Regions from separate parts of the Mus musculus genome. Here regions 1, 2, 3, 4, 6 and 7 are each linked to region 5. A link is a contact called in public Hi-C, HiChIP or PLAC-seq and promoter capture Hi-C data. All regions are on one chromosome and are shown on one strand. The core of a region is the stretch at or near the end of the contact, and the rest is flanking DNA. Distances in the headings are between cores, read along the strand shown.

Evidence for each region. Promoter capture Hi-C pulls out the DNA fragments that hold promoters and counts their contacts. A called contact is a pair of places that touch in the nucleus more often than the background predicts. HiChIP or PLAC-seq counts read pairs in DNA pulled down with a chosen protein or histone mark.
Region 1: a Hi-C map of B cells shows a contact between it and region 5, with 10 read pairs. The contact joins the promoter of Glg1 here to the promoter of Vac14 in region 5. A contact is called at or near these places in 1 of 39 promoter capture datasets (pre-B cells), 3 of 484 Hi-C or Micro-C datasets (B cells, CD4 T cells and memory CD8 T cells) and 1 of 115 datasets of contacts at active chromatin or transcription factors (memory CD8 T cells).
Region 2: a contact with region 5 is called in an H3K4me3 HiChIP or PLAC-seq map of forebrain, with 6 times the contacts expected there. The contact joins the enhancer-like site here to the promoter of Vac14 in region 5. A contact is called at or near these places in 6 of 39 promoter capture datasets (the 3T3-L1 cell line, cranial neural crest, hippocampal neurons and 2 more), 2 of 484 Hi-C or Micro-C datasets (B cells and Th1 cells), 7 of 115 datasets of contacts at active chromatin or transcription factors (astrocytes, bone marrow-derived macrophages, embryonic forebrain and 4 more) and 1 of 9 other capture datasets (embryonic stem cells).
Region 3: a contact with region 5 is called in a promoter capture Hi-C map of pre-B cells, with 4 times the contacts expected there. The contact joins the promoter of 9430091E24Rik here to the promoter of Vac14 in region 5. A contact is called at or near these places in 11 of 39 promoter capture datasets (the C10 cell line, the SN4741 cell line, embryonic stem cells and 7 more), 3 of 484 Hi-C or Micro-C datasets (CD4 T cells, CD8 T cells and cerebellum), 1 of 115 datasets of contacts at active chromatin or transcription factors (fibro-adipogenic progenitors) and 1 of 9 other capture datasets (embryonic stem cells).
Region 4: a promoter capture Hi-C map of hippocampal neurons shows a contact between it and region 5, with 3 times the contacts expected there. The contact joins the promoter of Zfp612 here to the promoter of Vac14 in region 5. A contact is called at or near these places in 19 of 39 promoter capture datasets (the 3T3-L1 cell line, 3T3-L1-derived adipocytes, the C10 cell line and 11 more) and 3 of 115 datasets of contacts at active chromatin or transcription factors (embryonic stem cells and stem cell-derived neural progenitor cells).
Region 6: a contact with region 5 is called in an H3K4me3 HiChIP or PLAC-seq map of embryonic forebrain, with 5 times the contacts expected there. The contact joins the promoter of 1700064F23Rik here to the promoter of Vac14 in region 5. A contact is called at or near these places in 4 of 39 promoter capture datasets (the 3T3-L1 cell line, frontonasal cranial neural crest, hippocampal neurons and 1 more) and 5 of 115 datasets of contacts at active chromatin or transcription factors (the 230-238 cell line, bone marrow-derived macrophages, embryonic forebrain and 2 more).
Region 7: a contact with region 5 is called in an HNF4G HiChIP or PLAC-seq map of pancreatic cancer cells. The contact joins the promoter of Chst4 here to the promoter of Vac14 in region 5. A contact is called at or near these places in 7 of 39 promoter capture datasets (the 3T3-L1 cell line, the C10 cell line, HPC-7-derived erythroid cells and 4 more) and 2 of 115 datasets of contacts at active chromatin or transcription factors (forebrain and pancreatic cancer cells).

What each region holds. Positions count from the first base shown.
Region 1 is chr8:111,257,875-111,260,574 of GRCm38.p6, forward strand. It overlaps Glg1 (golgi apparatus protein 1), which reads right to left and starts at 1,336. Exons shown (of 26, transcript NM_009149.3): 1 at 897-1,336. The coding sequence starts at 1,322.
Region 2 is chr8:109,947,083-109,949,782 of GRCm38.p6, forward strand. It overlaps Marveld3 (MARVEL (membrane-associating) domain containing 3), which reads right to left. Exons shown (of 3, transcript NM_212447.2): 3 at 827-1,580. The coding sequence ends at 943. Among named protein-coding and RNA genes, the nearest start is that of Marveld3, 14 kb to the right of the region's middle. Within about 2 kb of position 1,334, at least 42 of the 459 cell types and tissues checked have an H3K27ac peak or open chromatin away from gene starts, as enhancers often do. A contact at or near this core is called in forebrain and trophoblast stem cells, where this site is marked.
Region 3 is chr8:111,144,085-111,146,784 of GRCm38.p6, forward strand. 9430091E24Rik (RIKEN cDNA 9430091E24 gene) reads right to left here and starts at 1,414. Exons shown (of 3, transcript NR_040364.1): 1 at 1,320-1,414.
Region 4 is chr8:110,078,454-110,081,254 of GRCm38.p6, forward strand. Zfp612 (zinc finger protein 612) reads left to right here and starts at 1,281. Exons shown (of 5, transcript NM_175480.4): 1 at 1,281-1,551.
Region 5 is chr8:110,617,134-110,619,833 of GRCm38.p6, forward strand. Vac14 (Vac14 homolog (S. cerevisiae)) reads left to right here and starts at 1,434. Exons shown (of 19, transcript NM_146216.3): 1 at 1,434-1,860. The coding sequence starts at 1,757.
Region 6 is chr8:110,005,160-110,008,037 of GRCm38.p6, forward strand. 1700064F23Rik (a long non-coding RNA gene) reads left to right here and starts at 1,366. Exons shown (of 3, transcript XR_879187.1): 1 at 1,366-1,644; 2 at 1,791-1,932; 3 at 2,250-2,367.
Region 7 is chr8:110,037,801-110,040,747 of GRCm38.p6, forward strand. Chst4 (carbohydrate sulfotransferase 4) reads right to left here and starts at 1,534. Exons shown (of 2, transcript NM_011998.4): 1 at 1,442-1,534.

The DNA of each region.
Region 1 (2,700 bases), core at 86-2,585, 640 kb after region 5:
ATTTCAAACTAGATGAAGTGGTTCAGCCAGATGCGGAAGGATGCCTCTCATAGGCGGCCAACCTGGGCTACAAGCAGATCCGGTCTCAAAAACAACTATCTTAAGACTTCAGAAAGACCCCACTACAGACCACAAACACCTTATATTTATTATATAGCATCAAATGCTGCCTGCAACTTTCTCAGACTTTATAGGGTTCCAAGGGACATGAAGGAACAGCCTAAAAAATGAGGTCCTTTACAAACTGACCACAGGAAGTGAAGACAAAAAAAAAAAAAAAAAAAAAAGCATAGTTTCAGCACCAGGTAAATAGTAAAGATTTACCAATTAAAAAAGAATGTGGTAGAAACAGTAAATTCGGCTTTTGACTACATTCACACCAGAAGAGAACCCAGGTTAGCTCACCAAGCGCCTACTGCTAAATAAACAGCAGATCGATCTTTAGCAGTTTAAATGTACCGATTTTTTTTTCCACGTTGAAATCCATTGCTACAAACTGGCGAGGTCGAAACGGATAGCAAACAAATCCTAAACTGGTTTTCCGGCGAGGAACCGCTCTGCATAGAGCATCACACAAAAGACAGGAGCGCAAACAGAAAACACGCTCCTTAGGCCTGCGCCTACTGAGGCCGTGAGCCGAGGTCCTGATCCCAGAACACCGCGACGACAGGGAGCGAACTAGGGGACCGGAGGAGGAAGGATCGGGGTGGGATCCGCTTGCCCGAACGCACCCGGGAGTGAGGGGCAGGAAAGAGAGAGGCGCGAGCACAGCCCTGAAGGAAAAGAGCAGAGGGAAGCTGCTGCTGCAGCCCGGCATCCGCGGCTTCCAGGCCGGCGACACCCTCCGGCCCGCACCAGGCTCGGCCCTCCTCCCCAGGCTCGTCCCACCTCCTCACCTCCCTCACGTCCTGCAGGCACTCGAGCACCGCCAGGTTGTTGCTCCAGGTGTGTTTGGGGCACACACGGGTCACGTCCTCCCGGCAGGACTCTTCCTCCGCCAGCTTCCAGCCTCCGCCAGTCCCACCGGGCCCCGCTCCGCCCCGCCGGGCCGGGAGCCCGCCCGCCGCGAAAAGCGACTGCTGCTGTTGCTGCTGCTGCTGCTGAGGCGGCGGCTGCTGCTGCTGCTGCGATAACTGAGGCTGCTGAGGCGGCTGTTGGCCGGCCGGGCTGCCGCCTCCACCTTGCCCTGGGAAGGGCCCAAAGTTGGTCCCCGGACCCTGGCCCTGACCGTGACCATTCTGGGCCCCTGCTGCCGCGAGCAGCAGCAGCGGCAACGCCGCCGACAAGCGGAACATCCCCCGTACACGTCCACACACCGCCATCTTGGGTTCGCGGCGAGCTCGACGCACCCGCCGGCGACGTGTATTTAAATGAGGGGGCGGAGCCGCGGGCGTGGGCTGGCGTGGCTCCTCCCCAGCGGGCGGTAGACTCGGGAGTCCGCGGCGGAGTGAAAAGCAGCGGAGGTTGCGCTGCGAAGGAAGGGCCCACGCCCTGGACCCGGCTGGCGGGAAAGTGGATAGCCTTCCCGGAGGAACTGTTGGAGCTGCTGAGAAAACCTGCGTAGGGGCACCGTGGTATAAATCTCTCGATTGTTGACACGGAAGAGAAAAAAGAGAAGTGAATTTGGACTGACACAACTAAGATGGCCGGTGGAATATTTCGCCAGTTCGGTGACTCACGGTGGGTGGAGGAGGAAGGGTTAAAAACTTTGTTGTGTGTAGATGAACTTCAAAACCGAATGTATTCCGGTATCTGAGAGCCTCATTTTGTGTCTGACCTGTATTTCTTACCTAGAGAAGCAGGCGACAATTCGATGAATGTTAAGCGTACATAGGTTATAATCCTTGCTCATGGGCCTTCAAGATGATCGCTCAAATGTAAAGTAAAACTGTGAACTTTTAGAATAAAAACAGGGAGAGGCTGGGGGTGTAGGGGTCAGTTGGTAGAGTGTACAAAGACATGGATTTGATACCCTTCATCTCATAACCCGGCATATGCCTGTGATCCTAGCTTTCAGGAGGTGAAAGCAGGAAGGTTGAAGCCAACCTAAGACTGTTTCGAGAAGAAGAAGAAAAAAGTAACAAAATCAAGGAAACTACCTGGCCTGTAACTTGAAGTCCCAAAAGTTATAGTCAATATTAAACACAACACGAGGGCCTTTGCTTGGACATCTTCTTTAAGAACCAGGACTTAGGGACTGGCAAGATGGCTCTGGTAAGAGCACTGACTGACAGTCCTGAGTTCAAATCCCATCAACCACATGGTGGCTCACAACTATATGCAATGAGATCTGATGCCCTCTTCTGGTGTGTCTAAAGACAACTACAGTGCACTTACATATAACAATAAATAAATCAAAACAAACAAACAAAAAACAGGACTTAGACTCCCCCTACTTCCATTTTTGAAACAAAGTCTCACTGTTGGCCCCTGGCTGACCCAAAACTCACTATGTAGATAGACCAGGCTGCTCTCCAACTCACAGAGACCTCCCTTCCCCCGCCCCGGCCCCCTGTGAACCACAGGTCCAGCCTGTGTCAGCAAATTGTATTGCTGACCTGTACGCAACATCTTCAACATTGCTTTACTACACACTAGTGACCCCTCCTTGGGTTGAGAGCGTCACACTTGGCTTCACACAAGGTGTCAACTAAGCCAGCATGACAAAGGTTAGGTTCTAATTCAATTGAGAAAAACTTT
Region 2 (2,700 bases), core at 84-2,583, 670 kb before region 5:
CTCTCCAGCCCCTGTTTTCCGATTTCTACATGGGGTGTGAGTGCAGATGTCAGGGTGTAAGCTTGGAGAACAGCCTGAGGGAGTCCATTCTTTCTCCACCATGTGGGCCCCAGGGGTCAGACTCAGGCCATTTATCTGGCTTGGCAGCAGGCACCTTCGCCTGCTGAGCCATCCCTCTGGCCATCAAGGACTTGTATTTTAAAAGAGAAAAATCAAAAGTTAATTCCAATGGCATAACCTTCCTCCCCACAAATGTACATGGCACAGCTAGTGGAAAATATTTTCCTCTGGCCACTGGGAGTTACTCATTTGAACCCAGCCCCACAACTGCCTAGTAGTGTGCTGTTGCCCCCCCCCCCGCAAAAAAAAAAAAAAAAAAAAAAGGAAGAAAGAAAAAGAAAAAAAAGTGTAAAATTATATGCATATAGGTACACGGCATTCATGCAGTGCCCTTGAAGTCCAGCAGAGGGCGTTGGATCCCTCCTTTCCCAGACGACTTGCGGACCATTGTGAGACACAGTGGGTGCTGGGAAGGGAACCTGGGTCTTCTGCAAGAGTAGCCAGTGCCCCTAACAGCTGAGCCATCTCTCCAGCCCCTCCCCATTGCCTTTATGCGGTTCCCACTACAGTTATTTACAGTTTGAGGGAGGAGTTCTACTGTAGCACGGCACATGCTACTCTCTGATGTGTCTTCTCTGGCTGGTCTCCTACTTAATTAACACTATAGCCTTACCACAAGGCAGAGCCCTATTTTCAAAGAATGATCCCGCCCCGCCCCACCTCCGCCCCCTAAGCTTTCATTGGAGTGGTCCAGCAGACTGATTGGTCTCCTTTCACAACTTTACTCTGCTCAGGTGCCTGAGCACTGAGGGAGCTTAGGAATCAAGTATGGGAAATCACGTTGTGCTTGTAGGGGAGGAACAAAGGAGGTTCCAGCTCTCCTTAGAGCGTCCCGGACCACAGGTATTCTGGAACATCACGGTAATTTCTGTGTTGTTCCTGGCTGTCTTTGTAGTGCTTCTGTTCTCGGTAGGCCCGCAGGGCCATCACCACGCTGGCCGCGTATAAAATCACTAGAAGACAAGCGAAGGTGGCTGCTGCCCCATCGGTGCCCGCCAGCTGGCAGTTCATCCAGGTGAGGCCCTTGCGGGCGTAGACTCTTTCTCTGGTTTTGCAAGTGTCGGTGGAATTGATGCGCAACGCCGCATACAGGTAAAAGCCAATGGCGACGCAGTAGCCCACCGCGGCCAGGAGGCTGAAGGCGGCCTCCAGCAGCAGCCATCTCCTGGGCAGCTTCCTTAGACTCTTAGCTCCCTGCAGTAAAACGCCCATAGTGAGGACGCCCAGCCCCAGGGAGACAGCCACGCCGCCGTAGATCAGGGGCGACCGCAGGATCGTGTACTGCTGGTCCAGCTGCCGAACCTGCTCCAACTCGGTGCCCTCAAAAGGTGAGTAATAGTTATTTCCGAAGCCGCTGCCGCTGGCAAAGCTGGCGCTGAATCCGGCCAGGACAAAATAGGAAGCCACGATGCATATGAGAACCATGGCATTCAAAATCACCTCCATTATCTGCACCACACCTAGGGGAAGAGAGAGTCCGGTTTAAGGTTGGATCACTCACCTGATCAAGGTAGGGGTTCCCTGGATCCTTTAAATAAATGATCTGATTCAGCAACATTGTCAACACTCTTGGTTTTGTCTTTTTTTTTTTTAAGATCTTTTTATTTTATGTATGTGAGTACACTGTAGCTGTCTTCATGCACACCAGAAAAGAGCATCAGATCCCATGAGGATGCTTGTGAGCCACCATGTGGTTGCTAGGAATTGAACTTAGGACCTCTGGAAGAACAGTCAGTGCTCTTATCTCACTGAGCCATCACTCCAGCCCCCTGGTTTTGTCTTTAAAAAAAAACAAAACAATACAAAACACCCTATGTCATTTTAAAAAGTCCCAGTGCTTGTGGTGGGACCCAGGATGCAAGCAGCAAGTGCTCTACGGATGGGCTGAACAACCCCAGCCCAGGTGTTCTGTTTCTAAAACATACTTTAAAATATCATTGCTGGCTGGGTGGGTGGAGTGTTGGCTCAGCAGTAAGCGCAATTGTTGCCCTTACAGAGGACCTGGGTTGGGTTCCCAGTACCCATGCACCAGCTCTTAGGCCGATTTAATTCCGGTTCCAGGGAATCCAGTGCCCTCTTCTGACCTCCGCAGGCACCAGATATACAAACAGTGCACACAAAAAACTCTCATATACATAAAATAAATATTCACATAGAAAAATCAATGCCAGGCTGGAGAGATGGCTCAGCGGTTGAGAGCACTGACTGCTCTTCCAAAGGTCCTGAGTTCAATTCCCAGTAACCACATGGTGGCTCACAACCATCTGTAATGGGATCTGATGTCCTCTTCTGGTGTGTCTGAAGACAGCTACAGTGTACTTAAGTAGAACAATAAATAAATCTTAAAAAAAAAATAAAGAGAGAAAAGAAAATCAATGCCAATCTGAAAAACTTGGAAATGCAAAAAAATTATATATATCTGGTCTTTGTAGCTCAGGCTAGCCTTGAACTCTCGATCCACCTGCCCCAGTCTCCAAAGTATTAGAATTACAAGCATGCAGTGCTGTAACTGCCTTAGAGTAGTTAAGACAGTTAAACATGTGTGTACTGTGTGGCTCCACAATTGTACCCTTAGGCATT
Region 3 (2,700 bases), core at 164-2,663, 530 kb after region 5:
TGGACGGCCACACTCCCCCACACAACAGAACCCCACAGGACACTTGCTTACCAACCGAAGGCCTGTGTGGTGACTCTCTGCCTTCCAGGTAAACCAGGGTTACTAGTGAGACTCTATGTTAAAATGGATGGATGGATGAACGAATGGGGAAGGAAGGACAGAACCTGCTGGACATTGTGACCCAACTGGTCCAGACTGCAGATTTTCCTTTTATTTATTTACTGTATATGAGTACACTGTTTTCATGCACACCGTTAAGAGGGTATCCCATTACAGATGGCTGTGAGCCACCATGTGGTTGCTGGGAATTGAACTCAGAACCTCTGGAAGTGCTCTTAATCACTGAGTCATCTCTCCAGCCCGACTGCAGATTTTTATTTTTTCAACAGGTGCATTAGGAGGTATCAAGAGAGTTTCAGAGCCGGGCGTGGTGGCGCACGCCTTTAATCCTAGCACTTGGGAGACAGAGGCAGGCGGATTTTTGAGTTCAAGGCCAGCCTGGTCTACAAAGTGAGTTCCAGGACAGCCAGGGCTGTACAGAGAAACCCTGTCTCAAAAAACCAAAAAAAAAGAAAAAAAAAGAAAAAAAAAAGAGAGCTTCAGAGAGTTGGGCCCACAAAAATGGCTAGCGGGTAAAAGTCAAAAAACCTGGGTACTTGACTGATCGGCTAGGAACGATCCCTGGATTCATCTGGAGGAGAGAAACGCATCCCCAATTTCTCTACTGACCTCTACCTTACACACAAACAAAGCCAGTAAATATTAAAAATATGAAGTTAGTTTTTTAAAGTGATGCAAATCCCTGTGGCTTTCAAAGTTGACCTCTGGCCTTGCTCCCTGCCAGCGGCCCTCGCCCACCCACGGACATCATGCAAAGTAGGCTTGGAGACCGTGGATCACACACAACTGTCACCCACCGGAAACCCCACGGCCCTGACTAGGTCTCTGACAGGAGTCGGTGAAGCACAGCCGAGCCGCACATTACAAGGTGGGAAACTATTCCACCTGCAGAGACGCGGGGCCACCTCTGGCCGTGACAGCAGTGCGCGCGCGCCCGCCCGAGCCGCAGCCCGCCCCGAGGCCCGGTCGGCCGCCCTGGGAGAGCCGGCGCGCAGTCCCGGGGCGGCCGGCGCGGCTCCCCGAGGCCCGCACAGCTCCACTGGCTCAATCCCGGCGCCCGACCGGTGGCACCGCCTCAGAGACCCGGAGGGACGGCCGGGAGCCGGAGCCCAAAGCTCGGACGCCAGGGGCGTGCGGGGCGCAAGAGTTCGCGGGACCAGAAGGCCGCCCGGACCCGCGGGTCCCAGCCGGCTTCCTACCTCAGGGGCCCGCATCTCGCGGGCAGCGCGCTCAGCAACGCCCGGCGGAAGTGAAGGGCAGCCCAGCCGCTGAAGAGGGTCTGCGCCGGCCGGAAAGGGGGCCAGGGCATGGGGACGGGGCGGGACGCGGAGCGCAGAGTTCCGGGACCGCGGGGGCCTGCGACCTTCCGCGCTTTACGGCCCGCGGCAAGGGTAAGGCGGGCGCGCGCGCCGACGCGCCGTGACGTCACCGCGGCGGGCCGGCCCGCACGTGCGCTTGTTTGGGTCTCGCCAGGCCCCGCCCCTCCCGCTCCGCCTCCGCCTGGATGACGGCGAGTGTGCAGGGAGCGGCCACCGCCCTCCGTCCCCGCTCCGGGTCTCCCGCCGGCCTCCGTGTGTCGGCAGTTCGGGTGATCGTCTGCCGCCAGGCCTGAGCTCCGATCCTGCGCGAGGGGTCCGCAGCCCAGAACCCGTGGCCGCCTCCGCCTCCGCCTCTGCCTGGATGGCGACGAGAGTGAGGAGAGCCGCCACCGGCCTCAGGCCGGCCTCCGTGTGTGCCTAGAGCCCGGGCATCGGATCCGGGCCAGAGCCTCGACCCAGTGTGGGCAGTTAGGGTGACCGTCTGCCGCCAGGCAAAATGGAATACTTTTATGTGTAGCTGTCTGGTCAGCTTGTGTCAGCAAGTCTGTGTCTAACATACATGCAGTGCCCGAGAAGGCCAAGAATGTCACATCCCCTAGAACCAGAGTTAGACATGATTGTTAGAAGCCATGTGGGTGCTAGGAATCACATGTGTGTCTTTGGGAAGAATAGTCAATAAGTCCTCTTAATCACTGATCCATTTTCCAGCCCCAAAAATAATGTTTTAAGTAAAAGAAATATAGTAGTCCCAACCCCTCCGGGGCTGAGATAGGCGGCTGGCTTGAGCCCATTTGTTTAACCTGGACAACATAAAAATAAACATAAAAGGACACACACAGATATTTCCAGGCTTTGTAAAATGTTCTAAAACTACATTATTGTGATGGTTGTTTAATTCATAAGTTTACAAATTATGGGCTTAAAATGACTGGAGTCCTGGGGTTGGTTCCCAGCACTGCCCACACCCAGCGTGATGTCACTCACAGAGGTGCAGGCAGCAGGATCTCAGACTGTGGGCATTTCCTTTGGCAAATCTCTGTCTCCAAAAATATTTACAATTCATAACAATTATGAACTAACATTGAAAATTAATTTTTGGTTGGGGGTCACTACAAGTTGAGGAACTGTAGTAAAGGGTCACAGCGTTAGGAAGGTTGAGACCCGCGCTCTACATTATCCTTGGCTATGTAGGGAGTTAGGGGTTAGCCTGAGCTAAGTGAGACCCTTTTTGGTTTGTTTTCTTTTTTTGAGACAGTTTCTC
Region 4 (2,801 bases), core at 31-2,530, 540 kb before region 5:
CCATGTGGGACAATGGCAAATATGTATGCCATTAGACCAAAGTAGTGTTGTTACTATAAATCATTTTCATGTATCCTCTACTATGTATTACTTGTGGGTCTCTAGGCAGTGCCAATTTTCAGTTCCCGAACAGAAGTCATGTCTACAGAGACTGACTCATTGAACTATAGTGCTGTTGAGATATTGGAATGCTACAGGTGCCAAGGCTAGCTAATTATCTTATTTTGGGCCAGTGTTACCACTTTGAATAACCATTTCTTGCTTATTTTTCTGTAAGAACTAACATCCTGTAATATAGATTAAACACCTGTTGGGATCTTGTAACAGGCCATTGACTTCCACCAACACAAAAGCCAAGAAGGTTATCATATAGCATCCATCTGAAATATAGAAAGGCGACCCCTATCTTGCTGTACCGACCTCTCTGATGCACCCAACCAATATATCTTTTTTTTTTTTTTTCTTCTTTTTTCTTTTCGAGACAGGGTTTCTCTGTGCAGCCCTGGCTGTCCTGGAACTCACTCTGTAGACCAGGCTGGCCTCGAACTCAGAAATCTGCCTGCCTCTGCCTCCCAAGTGCTGGGATTAAAGGCGTGCGTCACCACCGCCCGGCCCAACCAATATATCTTAAACTTTGATTTAGGACTTTTTTGATCTGTAAAACTATAAAACTGCTTCCGCGTTGGAACGTGGAATTTGGGGCAACCTAAATCTGGGCTCCTGGGCTATGATCACTTAAATTTGGTTTGAGAATAAACTATCTCTTATCCCCTTTAAGGTAAGAGTTGTTTTCTTGTGTCAACAGCAGGTAGTTATGAATTTCATGGTAGGAAATCAGGTTGTTGTTGTTGTTATTATTATTATTTGTCCTGGTTTTTGAACCCAGAGTGCCCGAGAAGCAGTGTATCATTAAGCGCCATCTCCAGCCTCAGCTTCCAGAACAACTGCAATCAAGGCCCAGCAGCAGGCCTGCATGACATTACATAACATTTATTTTTAAAGTGGACCCTGGGTCCTCCAGCCTGTGACGCACTGGCACAGTCCACCTGCTGGCACCTCCAGCTTTACCAAGACATAAACTCGGGTGGCCTTTCTCGGGTGGGTCTATCCAGTACTCCAGGAGTAAGGGTCCTAAGACATCAGAACCCATGGCCCACGACAAAGAGCTTGAGTCCTAGGCGACAGAGAACCGCAGAGGCCAGGCGGGCACCCCAGAGAGGGAGGGGGCAGCACTCCTAGAGGGGCGGGGTCGGGCCGGTGACGCACTTCCGGCCGCGCGCGGACCGTGCTGCGCAGGTGAGTGCGGACCCATTGCGGTTCGCGGTGTGTCTTGGCGGACAGCACGCAGGGGCTCCCGCAGCCAGCCTCGCGGGCCACCAAGTCTCCGTGTCCACAGCGGTGACGCTTGAGTGGCGACCATTGTCAGACCCAGAAAACTCAGCAGGTGGCGGATCGGGGAAGCTGTGTCACTTCACAGAGGGGTAGCTGCGTGCGGGGGCGAAGCGGCTCGAGGTGACATCGCAGGTCTCTTGACCCGCCGCGGCCCTGCAGGTGTGTACTGCTTGTCCCGGGCTCCAGGCAGGGTGAAGGGCGCGGGGCCACCGCAGGGAAAGCAGGGCCACTTCTCAGCCGTTGGGGACAGAGCGAGCTTAAGGCCTGGTCTGCTGCATCGACGTCAGGCCCCACACATGCACACAAGATGACGACATGGCAAGAGTACACACAGACTAGTTTCAGAATTGCTGCTATTTCATACCCCGTAGAAGGCAGTGCGACATTTGGATGGATGCAGGTCTCTTACGGCTATAACCGTAGCCAAAACACTTATTTTTCCAAGGTGGGGAGCAGGGAGAGACAGAGACAGAGATAGACACAGAGAAAGAGTTTTAAGAGAAAGAAAAGTAACGGATGCTTACCTATGCGCAGCCAGATAAGAACGAATCTGGTCCTTATGCTGCATCCATCAGTGTATTCGTTCTTCATCTGACTCTCAGACTCTTCCCACCCTCAGATGTAACAACTATTTTGAATTTTGTGTTTACCACAGCCTATTTTTTTAAAAGTGTATACATATGCAACAGTTTAAGCTTTGTTGTTGTTGTTGTTTTTGAGTACTTGGTTAATTTCTAAGTAGTGTCTATGTCAGCTGGGTAAGGTCCAGCTATAAAAACAATACAGAAGCTGTATTTTCAGGGGATGGGTAGGTTGTTTTCAGGCTGGTTATGCATCACAAATAGTGCTGACGATGGATACTTTGTGCATGTCTCCTACACATGAGAATATCCATAGGAATACATTTTTCAAGCTTTTTTATTCACAGGCAATTTTCATACAAATGTAGAATGCATTTGATTCATTTCACACCCCCCCTTCCTGGGCACCCCCTTTGTAGACATTTTTAAGATTTGATGTGGATATAGAGTTTTCCAAACACATTTGGCATCGAGTGTTCCTGGTCAAGGGTTAATTCTGAGCCAGAGGAAAATTTACAGCCTGATAGTTTTTTAATTGCCAAATAAGTCATAATGAAAATGGCTGGGGAAACTCCTGCAATTTGAAGAGGTAGAAACATTTAAAAATCCTTTTGTAGTCTAGGTTTTTCAAGATGTAGAACGTAGGACAAAGGGTTTTGTTTTGTTTTGTTTGTGGGAATTTAGCTATGAGTAGAATATAGTCGCCTGGACAGAGTGAAGGACAAAGATAGCAAAATAGAAAAAAAATATAGACAAATTAAATATAACAGTTCAGTTGGGCAAAGAATGATTGACACCACAACAACTTGTAAGACTGGGGATGCCATG
Region 5 (2,700 bases), core at 184-2,683:
ACCTAACCTTTCAGTTATTATCTTATTAAGGTTTTTACTACTGTGATAAAAACACCAAAACCAAAAGTAACTTGGGGGAGGAAATGGTTCATTTCGCCATATAGCTTATATCGCTGAAGGAATTCAAAGTAAGAACATAGAGGCAGGAGCTGATGCAGAGGCCATGGAGGAATGCTACTTACCGGCTTTCTCCTTAAAGCTTGCTCAGCCTACTTTCTTATAGAATCCAGCAACCTCTGCCTAGTGTGGACCCACCCATGGTGGGCAGGACCCTCTCACATCAATCACTAATTAGGAAAATGCCTTACAGGCTCGCCTACAGCCCAATCTTAATGGAGGCATTTTCTCAATTGAGGCTTCCTCCTCTCAGATGATTCTAGCTTGTATCAAGTTGACATAAAAATTAGCCAGGACTTTTTTTTTTTAATCACTATGCATAGAGTCCAGCCTAGGACACATAAGACCTTGTCTCAATAAGGGTGGAAAAATAAGAGCAAAAGAGGACACCTTGCCCGGCATGGGGGCTCACGCCTTTAATCCCAGCACTTGGGAGGCAGAGACAGGAGGATTTCTGAGTTCAAGGCCAGCCTGGTCTTCCAGGACAGCCGGGGCTACACAGAGAAACCCTGTCTCGAAAAAACAAACAGACAGACAGACAAACAAAAAAAAAAAAAAAAAGAGGACACCTGACCTCGGATCTCCATACATATGTACACACACATCTGAGTAGCACATGTGTATTAAATACAATCTGAGGGTTTGACTCAGTTGGTAGACTTGACCAGACCCGGGGTTCCACGCCCAGCACCACATAAGATCAACTGTAGTGACGCTTGCCTGTAATCCCTGCACTCAGCAGATAAAGGCATGAGAATCGAGATTTCAAGGCTATCCTCAGCTATAGAGAGAGTTTGAGACCCTGTCTCTAAAATAATAATTGGATTAGAGGGGTGGCTCAGCAGACAAAGGCATCTGCCGCCAAACCTGGCGGACTGGAGCTCAATCCTGGGACCCCCACATGGTGAGTGGGTGGGGAGATCCGACTCCCTCCCAAGTTGCCCTATGGCCTCCAAAGGCGCTCGTTGGTGCATGCACACACGCAGAAATAAAATGTAAAATCAGACAGATGGTTAAGATATGGTGAAAATGGTGGAAACGTTGGCATACGCGAAAGTGACTGTTAAGTGACCAAAGAATTAATGCATAAATTAAATTTGAGTTAGGCTCCCTCTATAAACTGTTTCCAGAAGCCCCCCGCTCTGCGCAAAGCTCTGGCAGTGAGCCTGAAACGGCTCCCACCACCTGCTCTTCACTCTCAGCAAAAACCCGCACCGAAGCCAGCAGCAGGTGAAGAGTGGGGTGGATCCCTGACAAGTGTGGCCAATCCGCTGCAGCAAGCACGAGAGGGCGTGGCCTGGGGGGGCGGAACCTTCGGTCGGCGGAAGGCGGAAGTGCTCGCGGCGTCACGTGACCTGAGTAACATGGCCGCGGCCCAGTGAGCGTTGCCGGTTCCTGGCGGGAGCTGGTCGCGTGAGCCGTGGGGCGGACCGGGTCGCGCGTGGGAGAGCAGGGTCGGAGCAGGGGGACCCGAGGCGGCGCGTGGCGGCGGGACGAGGCAGGCGGGCCCTGGGCGGCATAGCCCATGAGCAGGCTCCGGTGTCCGCGCGGAGCCGCACACTCCCCCGGCCCTGGCACGGCCCAGGCAACCTCGGGCTAAGGTGTCTGGAGGCTCCCAGGCGCAGCGCGAGCTGCCACCATGAACCCAGAGAAGGATTTTGCGCCGCTCACTCCCAACATCGTAAGGGCCCTGAATGATAAACTCTACGAAAAGCGGAAGGTTGCAGCGCTGGAGATCGAGAAGTAAGAGCTCCTGGGACCCCGCCCTGGCTTTGCAGCGCCTAGCGGTTCTGCTTGCCCGCGGCGAGGGTTCGGTATTGACCTCTCCGGTTTCAGCTCTTAGCACATTGCTTTAGAGCGGGAAATCCAAGAGCCCTATCTTTGCTAGTCTTAACCTCCTGGTGCTCCCAGATAGCAGTGAAAATGAATTGACTTAAGGTATGTGCAGAACCTAGCGCAGTACCTGACACATTCAGTGTGGCCTCAGTCAAAAGCCAGCTAGATCGGAGAGTGGCCTCTCTGAGGAGGTGGAGAATTTGCTTATGGTGTCCCGCCTTCTCTTTGCAGCTTCTGAAGTGGCCAAGTGTAGAAATAGGTCAAAGCACGTGATCCAATGCTCAGAAGATTGTCAGGCCACCCTCCCTTGCAAGTGAAAATGGGAAGATTTGCCCTTCCCCGCTTCTGCAATAGTATACGTGTGTGTAATAGTGCACTGGTGTTTCCAGGTGTTCGAAATAGGGAATGTTTAATTCGGTAATGTTTTGCTGAGTATGTGAGAGAGCACGTGTTTTTCCCCCAGCCAAATCTTAGTAACAGTCAGTTGAGTAGGTGGTTTCAGAAGAGTAGAAAGCAGCAGCCTGTAAAACTAGAAAAACATTAGGAGTTAAGACATCCAACTTGGTAACAGCGGACCATATGTGTCTATGTAAATTTAAGTTAACCAGAGTAGTGACACAGGCTTGAGATTTGGCACTTGGAAGGCTCGGGCAGAAATACTGTACTCGTTTGAGATTAGCATTGGTCACGGGGCTAGATCCAGTCTCAACAACAACAACAAAGTAATGAATCAGTACAAATTGTAAA
Region 6 (2,878 bases), core at 116-2,615, 610 kb before region 5:
CTTTCTGTGTGTGCATGTGGGTGCCAGAAGACAGCCTTGGGCACTCTTTCTCAGACACTGTTCATCTTACTTTCCAAGGCAGGGCCTCGCATTGGCCAGGAACTCACCAAGAAAGCTAGGCAGGTGAAAGGCTCTGCCTCCCCAAGTGCTAGGATTACAATAATTGCCACAGTACCTGATGCTTTAAAAAATGGGTTCTGAGGATTATGTGTGTGTGGTGTGTGGTGTGTGGTGTGTGGTGTGTGGTGTGTGGTGTGTGTGTGTGCGTGTGCGTGTGTGTGAGCAAGTGCATCCCACATCTCTGTGGGTACCCCTGGAGGCAAGAAGAGGGCATCAGATCCCGGGAAGCTGGAGTTTCAGGAAGCATGCATGTCTGAAATGGGTGCTAGACATTTAACTGAGGTCCTGTGCTCTGAGCCACTGAGTCGTCTCTCCAGTCCTGTGTTTGTTCTGATACAAGATCTTACTCGGTAGCTTAGGCTGACTTTGAACTCACAGAAGTTCTCCTGCCTCTGGTCGGGATTATGGATGTAAACCATCACTCATGGCCGAGAGTTCTCTTTTGAGCCCATCTTGTCATTCAAGGTTAACCTTTGGATGGGATTGGATTTATTCAGGCTTTTAAACTCCTAACTTTACCTGGGTCTAAGCTTTCTTTCCTAGGGCTGAACTGCACACCAGTTGGCTACTGCAATATTTCAATCATAATTTTATTCTTGTTTCTGTTCCTTGAGAGATTATCTTTCTGCTCTTTGAGACTGCTTGCAAATCTGAAAATACTTGCTGGTTATTTTTTTTTTTTATTCCAAGCGGGGCAGTGGTAGCACACGCCTTTAATCCCAGCACTTGGGAAGCAGAGGCAGGCAGATTTCTGAGTCGAGGACAGCCTGGTCTACAGAGTGAGTTACAGGGCTACACAGAGAAACTCTGTCTCAAAAAAAAAAAGAAGAAGAAAAAGAAGGAGGAGGAGGAGGAGGAGGAGGAGGAGGAGGAGGAGGAGAAAGAAGAAGAAGAAGAAGAAGAAGAAGAAGAAGAAGAAGAAGAAGAAGAAGAAGAAGAAGAAGAAGAAGAAGAAGAAGAAATTTTTTTCTTACATCTATTTATGTGTGGTGGTGGGAGGGGAGTGGTGCACATAGGGAGGCCAGAGGACAACGCGTGAGAACTAGTTCTCTCCTTCCACCGGTGGGTCTCAGGCATCGAACCCGGTTATCAGGCATGGCGGTGGGCATCTTTGCCCACGGGTCCAGTCGTTGGCTTGGATCTGGCTTTCCTAGCTGGGTGTTTTGAATCTTAGAGGGTGTCAGGTTATTTGCTTTGCTGTGTTGCCATGGAAACCCCACAGCCTGCTGCTCCCTTTCTCTACCCCAGAATCTCCAGCCATGCAGGTGACATTTAATGTTCTGACTGCACCGCTGTGGCAGTCAGCTTGACACTGCGTAGATTCTGACTGACCTTCTTCCAGGGCCCCCCTCCCTGCTCTAAGTCCCCTCCTTTGAAACGCTTTATGACCTTTCTCTAGTCTGTCTTTCATTTTCTTTGGGCCTTAACACGTGGGAGACTGCAATATCTCTCAGCACACCCTCATAGGCCAGCATCCTAACCTCATAGCCTGTCTCCTGTTGTGAACATACGGAGCTATGGCGGGTGAGGTGGTCAGACTCCTCACCCAATCCCTCCACTACTCATTTCAGCGTTTCCATAGCAACTGCTGTGTTTGCCTGAAGAAACACTTGAGTCCCAGGGGTTCTGCCTCATCCACAGGCTGACGCCTCTCAAATGTTTATCTCCAGGCTAGACCGCTCTCCTGAATTTCTGACCTGCACAGCTGACTCTCCCCCCAGTCCTCCACATGGAGATTTCAGAAAGCATCACCAGGCTATGGCTTTTGAGGTTCTACTCACAATGGAGCCGCCCACGTCCAGTCTTCTTCCGGTGAACCCTCCCCTTCTCAGTGATTGGCCAGCACCCCCCCCCCCCCACTCCTCCCTGTTTCCAAGTCAAGCCTCCCAAATATCCCTTAGATCCGGCCCCTCCTTCCCTGTTCACCAATGTCCGAGTTCTCCACACCCTCTTAACTGGCTTCACCATATCTGGCCCATCTACCTTTAACCTCGGGATAATCTGAACAAAAACCACAGTGATGTAAAACTCAAACCCAACTGTGTTAGGTTTCTAATGTCCTTATTAATTTCCGGTTGGTGTTGGGGACATGCAGAGGATAGAGCCAGCTCTCTCCTTCTACCATGCAGGTTCCAGGGGCCGAACTCAAGTCACCCATCAACTATGACAGCGAACTTTGTTGCCCGCTGCGCCACCTCACGGGCCTGCTTCACTTACTCTTAAGGGCAGGGTGTTCTGGTTAAATTTTTGTGAAACACAAAACTCATTGGACACAAACCTAGACACATTTGGGGAGGGACGGTCTCAGGCAAGGGTGACCCATGGGACATGTTTGTGGGCATTTTCATATATATATATATATATTAAGATTTATTAATTTTATTTTATGTGTATGAATGTCTCGCCTGAATGTATGTAAATGTAAAATAACCCACATGAATGATTGTTTCTTCAGGAGTCAGAAGAGGGTGTTGGGTCCCCTAGAACCAGAGTCACAGATCGTTGAGAGCCACCATGTGGAGAAGTGAGCCAGGGTCCTCTATAAAAACATCATGTGCTTTTTAAAATACAGGGTTTCTCTCTGTGTAGCCCTGGTTGTCTTAGAACTCTCTATGTAGTCCACGCTGGCTTTGAACTCACAGAGACCCGCCTGTCTCTGCCTCACAAGGGCTGGATTAAAGGTGTGCACCACTGTGATCCAAAACAAAGTGCTCTTGATTGCCGAGCCATCTCTTAAGGTTGATGTGGGAAAGGTCAA
Region 7 (2,947 bases), core at 284-2,783, 580 kb before region 5:
ATTACAGATCCTCTCCTACCAATCAGGAACACATGTTTTTGGAAGCAAAATGGGAAATCCTGACCAAAGTCAACTAAACAGACAGACAGACAGACAGACAGACAGACAGAAACCCTGCATATCAATCTAAGAGGCCAGCATTCTAAAGGCTCGCACTACTCCACTTTAGATTCTTTAGGGAAACAATGTCCCAGCAAGCAGAAGGTAGAGACAGCAGGAAGTCGCTACACACAGGGAATGGAGGTGGGTTGGGGACACTGCCGTCACCACAGATAGCCTACAGACCTGGGAAACTCTTGGGATTAAGTTACCAGATAAAGACAACCACAAAACAAACTTTGCTTAAGACAGTGACTCACACTGCATCCCAAGCTGGCCCCGAACTCAACCAAACAGCATTTTCTGCCTCCCAAGTGCCAGGATTACACCTTTAGCTACCACACTCCAATGAACAAACTCAACAAGTCAGACTAATAGAGGGACTGTACCCACCTGCAAGCCCGTGGACAGTGCTGGGCACACAGCTCAGGGAAACACCTGTCTATGAATGTCAGAGTGAACCAATATCTGTGGGGACAGTCTTGACACTTGGGGTGCCCTTGTTGACTTGAGGGGAATGGGCACAATGTCATACTTACTTTATACGCATCAAATTCTGGCTCTAACAAAATTGAATTACCCAGGGCCGTTTGAGGCAAAGGTCCCCTCCACCTCAGCTGACATGCTTGCTCCATAAAGGCCATTATATTTCACATCTTACAGTACACTTCTGGACTTCCAGAGCCCTTTGTGTGTCCAATTAGACACAATGAGACTGTCAAAACAGTGTTGGCCACTTCCCTATTCTTAAAATTTACATTTTAATATGTACTATATATGTCCTACCATGTGTGCGGAGGTCAGAGGAAAACTGTGGAAACGGATTCTCTCCCACCAAGTGGGTCTTGGGACTGGAACTCGGATCCTCAGGCTTGGTGGCAAGCACCCTTACCCAGAACCATCTCACTGCCCCCCCCCCCCCCCGCAACCGATTCCTTATTTTTCAAAAGGAACAACTGACATTTGATTGATTGATGTTTCGTTGCAATAGCTCTACCCATTTGATCTGATTAATGGCCATGCTCTCCACTCTGCCTGAGCTGGACAAAACCTGCAGGTCCCTGCTCCGATCCCCCATTCAGCGGAGAACGGGAGAGAATCTGGATGGTCAGATATACTAGGGCTCCATTGCAACATTCCTACCCACATTTGAGGCTCTTTCTCATCCTTTATGGGTGGAGCTGGTGGGGTTCAGCTTCTGGTAGGCAGTTTGAGGTTTTGTTTTTTTTTTTTTCTTTTCTAGAAGATCCCCTTGGTGACCAGAGTGTTCCCCAACACCATTCCTTTTTCCTAGCCCTCTTCCTCCAGCCATCAAAATCCCCAGCTTAGATGTCAGGGTTACCTGATACACTGATCCTGTAGCTGGGATAATGCCCTTCGTGATAGCTGCTCCCCAAGGAATTCTCTTCTTACCTTAGGCTTCCTCAGGGCCCACAATGACTGAGAGGCTCGCTCACTGCCTGCCAGGCTCAGCACCGTTCTCTCTCTGACTCATGAACTCCTCCTCCTTGGCATTTTGCATACCTAACCCTTCTGCTTGCCCTCTTCTTTATGTTGAAACAGCACCCCCGCCTTGCAAGACAGGCTCCAGAAGGCTCTGCCTCCAGGAAAGCTGTGGTACGGGCAGCTGGAATCCCTTGAGGGTTGAGGGGTAAGGGGTAAGGGGTCGGGTGAAGGGTCAGGGTGAGGAGCCTCCCTGTAGGTGGGCTAAGCCGAGGAGGATGGCAGATGATACTGGAATGTCTACTCTTCTTAGGCAGCCAGAAGGGCATTGGATCCCTTTAGGGCATCATGGAAGGAGAAGAGACCCCTGGGGTTCCAGAGGTGAGGTTGGAAGGCGTGTTGCCAGAGCGTTATTCAGCCCATAAGGTCCTGTAAGCTGTTCTCCCTCCTGTATTTTGCCCTTATCTCTAAGGAGGCTGTACAAAGATTATTTTTCCAGGCATCGCACCTGTTTCTTTACCCCACCCTAGGGAGGTAACATTTCTTAGCTCTTATGTCATTGCCCAATATCTTCACTCTCCTTGTAAGAGGGTAACACGCATGCTCTTGGCTAGGAGAGTATAGATTTCCCGGTGTCTGGTTTGATTAAAGGGGGAAGAATTTGCCTTTTATGACAAAAAGCAAATTATAGAAAATTACAACTTCTTAATCATTGTACGCCCCTGGGCAAGACATATACCCACTCTGGGCTACTTTATCTGATTGTCCAGAGTGGATACAATGTATCCAACTAAACCAATGGATGCATCTGGGAAAAAAAAAAAAAACAAACCATAAACTGCCATGGAGTACAAAGGGTGAGGTCTGACTGGAAAATCAATATAAAATAGGCATGACAGTGCCTATCTTACATATTATAAATATTGGGATTAGTGTGCACAGAGCCCCTGTCCAATTTTATGCAATAATAAGGGTTTAAAGGTGTTAGTTACGGGGGCTACAGAGATGGCTCTGTGGTTAGGAGCAATACTGTTTTTTGCAGGGGATCCTAGGTCAGTTCTTGCTCCCACATCAGGGGTAATTCCAGCTCCAGGGGACCTGAAGCCTCTGTAGGCACTAGCACTCACGTGCACACACACACACACACACACACACACACACACACACATATACACACTCATACACGTACATGCACACACACGCACATGCACACACTTATAAATAAAATAAATCTGGCGAAATTGTTAGCTATCATTTAATAATGACCATACCTCCTCTTAATCAGCTGCTGAGGTATTTTCCAGGCTTCACAAAAGAGCAGCCAGACCCTGTGGGAGTGAGTCACACCCAGGTCTGCCAGATTCCCATCAGCTGTGTCCCCAGAGGCCTTATCACTGTATAGATG